2 separate regions of the Ovis aries genome follow, and region 2 is linked to region 1. Evidence: chromatin contacts called from public Hi-C data. All regions are on one chromosome and are shown on one strand. Each heading gives the region's core, a stretch centred on a gene start, on an enhancer-like site or on the middle of the called end of the contact. The rest is flanking DNA. Distances are from core to core; before and after follow the strand shown.

Region 1 (2,550 bases), core at 15-2,514:
TTTGTCCATGGGATTATCCAGGCAAGAATACTGGAGTGGGTTGCCATGCCCTCTTCCAGAGGATCTCCCCAACCCAAGGATCGAACCTGAGTCTCCTGTGTCTCCTACATTACAGGTGAATTCTTTACCCACTGAGCCACCTGGGAAGCAAACCCCCGCCCCACAACTTTTTTTTTTTCTTAATATTTATCTTAATTCCAAGGACTATAGTCCTGCTCGCCTAATCGGATATAGGGCAGCCTGGATTCATGGAAGGCAGGAAGGAAGGACCTCAGGGTTTTGCAAGATGCAAACAAAGAAAATAGTTACCTGATCAGGCTGAGTGGGGAAACCCAAGCTGTATTCTTTCTTGGCATTTTTAATTCTGTAACAGCTATTCATCAGGAGCACTTCGTGAGCTCTTGTTGTTTTCTGATGGGTAGTTTCCTGTGTCTTTGATTTTACCATTGAACCAATGCATCCTCTTTCCAAATACCTGTAGAAAGCTACTGGGCTGGCAGTTATTCACACTTTAGTATTAGCTAGTCTTCATACAGCACTTTAAGTTTTGTAAAGGCAGCTTCATCACATCTACCCTCTCACTTGTGCTCATGAAGGAGGCGTTAGTGCCCGAGGAACCATGGGCTCCTAGTCCAGTGATTTTTGCACTGCCCCAAGGATGCACTAGCTGGGAGGTGTTAAATGAATGGCAGCTCAGAGAGCTGAGAGCGAGAAGACCCTGAGCACTTGCCCGGAGGGAGGGTGTGCGTGGGCGGGGTGGTGGTGGTGGGTGGAAGGGGACTCTATGCTCTTTTGCCCTCCCTTTCTTACGGAACCTTGTCTAACTCTGAATCTAGGCTTCCCGGAGCCCGAGATCTAAGGCTCATGGTGCAGAGGGGGCAGCTACACACGTCTGCAGCCCCCAGTATCCAGAAAAGGGGCAGGGGGCAATTAAGGTCTAGGTTAAACCAGCCTATAGAGCCTCTCCCCCCCCCCCGCCCCCCATTTCAGAGACTGGCTCCCCACACCCCAGCTCGGCTGGGGCTCCTCGCCGCCGCGGTCACAATCCGGCTCCTCCATCCCGGCCCTCGCGGCCCCTCCTCCGGGCCCCCGGCTCCTCCGGGCCCCCGGCTCCTCCGCCCCCGGGAGGCCGGACTCTGCCCCCGGCCCGCCTTCCCCCGCCCTCCCGGGGGCGGTGGCCCGTGGCGGGCGCGCTCATTGGCGGTGGCGCGCGCGAGGGCCGGGACCCGCAGCGCTGATTGGCCAGCGCGGCTCGGCGGAGCCCAGAAGCCCGGCGAGTCGCTGGGGGAAGCGAGGCAGAGACCGGCCGCCGCCGGAGCGCAGGACGCCGATCGCTCAAGTCGCAGCCGGGCGGATTGGAGTCCGCACATTGGAGCAGAGGCCTGGAGGTAAGGACCTGGCGCCGGGTCGCTTGAGGCGAGCCCTTTCGCGCTAGCTGAGATGGAATCCTTCGGCCCTGCCCCCTAGGGAGCAAAAACGGGGCATCTTCTCTTAAGAGACCGAGCCCTCATCTTTCCGAGACGCGGGTCCCTCTGTCCCGAAAAGAGACAGCCGTCCACCGTCCAGAGAGCAAAATAGTTTCCTTTTCCCTTCGGACATGGGCCCCCCAGCTCTAGAAATAAGATTGCTCTCCCCACATTCCCCCTTGGAATGGAACGTGCTTCCCTCCGCCCCCAAAGTGGGTTCCAGCCTCCCCGGGTTTCTAGGGCCCATCATTTCTTGGGAGACGCATGCCTCTACCCCGTCCCTAAAAAACTAAGTTTGGATTCTTCTCCCCACCCTCCCTTCTCAGCTCGGAGATAACGGGGTGCTTCCCCCCAGGAGGGAAAATAAGCCCCTCCCTAAAAGAAGGATATCGCTGGCCAGAGACGCTGCATATAACCCTCAAATGCAATCAGACCTCCGTGTAACCCCACCCCCCCAACTCAGAAACTGGACTCAATTCCCTGTCTCCCCCCGCGCCAACCCCTCTTCATCCATCAGAGAGAGAAGATTGATTGCCTTGAACACCTTTACATTTAAGGCATTTGGGAGATTACTCCTCTTTCTCAAGATGCAAGAGGAGGGGTTTTCACATTCAGAAACAGGGCAAGGCTCCGGTCACTCGTCTGGACCAAGCCACACACCTCACCCCACCCCTTTAACGCTTTTGCGTTAAATCCCATCCCATTAACCACCACCCCTACCCTGTCCCATCCCTCCCACCTCTCTACTCCACCTAATCCCATCTCCTTTCCTCTCCCACGATTGCCAGAGATAAGAGCAGAGGTTGAGGTTTAGTAAGAAGTTTAGAAGACTGAAACCCTTAGAACTGGGCTCCTCAGCCTAGAGATCATACCGGAGCCGCCAAACTGCCAGCAGAGATGGCCTCTGAGGCAGCAGGACCAGTGAGGACCACCGCCCCCCCCCGCCAAAACACACACACATACACAAAGGACTGTGTTCCAAATAAACTCCCCTGAGACGGACCAACCCCTCTCCTGGAGAAGAGGGTGTCCATGCAGAGAGAAGGGCCCCCATTTGCCTCCTGGGGCTCCCCCTTCCTAGCTC
Region 2 (2,550 bases), core at 22-2,521, 260 kb after region 1:
AGAGGAGTAGCCCTGGGCTCCACGAGGTGGACTCCAGGCACTGCTGCAGGGTGAGCAGGCTCCAAGATTTAGATTTTAAGACAGGTCTAGTCCCAGCACATCCTTACCCTTTGGTACCTTGATCAACAAGCTCAGTCAAGCTTCAAGTAGTGGAGAAAGAGAATTACCTTTAAGTAAATCCAAGGGCCAAATTGGAGGATGAGTTCAGAGAAAAGTTTGCTCTGGGTACCACTAATACATCCAACAGCTTTGCAGAATTAGAGGAAGACCTTCCCTGTGGGTAGATGCAGCCTTCACCCTTAATGAATGGCTTGATAAACACAGGAGGGACTAGGGTTCAACCCTCTAGGGGCTTCATTGCTCAGGGGCCCTTGCACAGGGCAGAACCTGCCTAACCATCTGTGGCCACCCTTCCTCCACTACCAGGCACAAAGAGAGGTTGAGAGAAAGACTGTGTGGCTAGGAGTGAGCTCTGAAGCTGCCACAGTCCCTGGAGTGGTCCAGGAGCACAGGGAGTCAGGCTGGGGAGAGAAAGGAGGCATGCAACTCGCAAAGAGAAACTGAGCCTAGATGCTCTTGAAATGCAGAACCGTTCTGCGTTTCTGATGGCTTTCCACTTCTGGACCCTCCTGAAGTCTTTAGGTTCAGCAAGGCGCTCCCATCTCCTGAATGTGAGCTCTCTCCTTTGCTCAAGCTGGCTGCCTTTCTGCCCCAGCTGACTCTTGACAAGGACGGAGGAAGCATTTGGTTACAGCTGTCATTCTCCTGGGTTGACAGGGAGACATTTTTGCTGAACACCACTGGGAGGTGAGATGCCAATGACATCCGGTCTACTAAAGGGAGTGGCATGGTGCTGGAATCCCTGGAGGTAGCGATGAAAAATGATGTTGGATTCTCTGAAGTTGATGGATGAGAATATACCCACCTCCACCCCCTGAACTGCAGCTATTCTAGGAAAGAGGCTCTGGCAGCATTGAGAGAAGCTTCCACAAGGAGGAGCCTCTGCGGGTAAATGAAAAGAGATCCGTTTGATTAGCCCTAAATGAGTCCTGCTAGACCTTCTGACTCCAGGCCTTTCCCATTTTTGTGGGTCAGATGGCCCAAGATGATGAGCCATAACCAGCGACACGATAAATGTGGCACTTTCTCCCTCCCCTGTAACACTCCTCATCCTGGGAATGTGGGGGGAGGATTACTTTATATCAGGTCTGTGATTTCATAATACTGATTGATCTGCTGTGCAAATACAGGGTAACCTTGTGTAAACTGAAATGTCCCTCCTCTGGTTCACAGTACCCTCAGTGATAACACTGATGGGAATGGAGTGAATGATCGAAGTTCCTCGGTGTAATGCTGTATTGTTGTCGTTTTAGGCTCTAAGTCGTGTCCGACCCTCTTGTGACCCCATGGACTGTAGCCCACCAGGCTCCTCTGTCCATGGGATTTCCCAGGCAAGAATTCTGGAGTGGGTTGCTGTTTCCTTCTCCAAGGAATTTCCCAAACCAGGGATTGAACCCACGTCTCCTGCGTGGGCAGGAGGATTCTTTACCACTGAGCCATCTGGGAAGCCACATAGCAAGAATATCCATGCAAAATAAAGCCAGGCAGCAAGCAACAGAGACCAGAGAGAGAGAAAAAGGAAAGAGAAAGAACTTACCTCTGAAGTTCCAAAGGGTTTTCACCAATAACTTACCTCCAAACTGACCTCTGTGAGTTTGACTTTGTATTCAAAGGAGAAAGTCACATCAGAGATTCCAGATTTTGGAGTGGTCTTCCTCAAGAAAAAAAGATTTAATCACTATTATAAAATTGTTAGGAAACCAACAGCAGGCCAGGTTTGCCTCAAATGCTACTGTTTGCCAACCCCTGATCTAATGGATCAAAAAGCACACCCTATGACTTAAAAACACAACACCTAAAATATGTTATCATCTTACACTCAGGTCTTAGGAAGGGAGAAGTAAGGGCCCCCAAAACTCAAGCTTCATGACCCTCACACCCCCTTAAGATCAGTCATTTCATTTGTTTGCATCTATTATTATTTTTGGGGGGGTGGTGGTGGTGAATGTTGTATCAGATTAAACTCAAGTACTGCCTCATGATTGCATCAGTTTCTGAGTCTGTCTTCAAGGCACCTGACAGCTGGCAAATGGTTAAGAATATTTATACTCTTTCTCTTTTAACTGTACCAAGCAAAAAGAGAAAGAAAGAAAAATCTATCCTGCCAGTACTCTCTGTTCTCCTTTGGAAACCAATTTAGCAGTGCCCTGCACTCAATTGGCTCCCACTAACAACACAGATAAGCTTAATAATAGGTGTGAGGCACCGTGCTAAGTGCTTTAAAGGCATTTTCTTATTTAATCTTCTTGATAACCCTGGGAGGCAATGTGGGGGGCACTGTTGATTGCCTACTCAGCAACCAGTCTGGCTTTTCTTGAAATCCAGAGACGCATGTAGCCCACGTGACTGAGGGCCAGCCAATCCCGTCCCCCAGCTGCAGGAGTGGACTCTGATTGGTCTAAACTTGGTAATCCCATTTTGCTGCCTGTG

Evidence for each region. Hi-C and Micro-C count contacts between places; a contact is called where the count stands out from the background.
Region 2: a contact with region 1 is called in a Hi-C map of liver, with 4 times the contacts expected there. The contact joins the enhancer-like site here to the promoter of ABAT in region 1. A contact is called at or near these places in 7 of 16 Hi-C or Micro-C datasets (blood, hypothalamus, liver and 2 more).

What each region holds. Positions count from the first base shown.
Region 1 is chr24:8,099,510-8,102,059 of ARS-UI_Ramb_v3.0, forward strand. ABAT (4-aminobutyrate aminotransferase) reads left to right here and starts at 1,265. Exons shown (of 16, transcript XM_004020759.6): 1 at 1,265-1,388.
Region 2 is chr24:8,360,195-8,362,744 of ARS-UI_Ramb_v3.0, forward strand. No RefSeq gene overlaps it. Among named protein-coding and RNA genes, the nearest start is that of TRNAS-GGA, 23 kb to the left of the region's middle. Within about 2 kb of position 1,272, at least 2 of the 54 cell types and tissues checked have an H3K27ac peak or open chromatin away from gene starts, as enhancers often do. A contact at or near this core is called in liver, where this site is marked.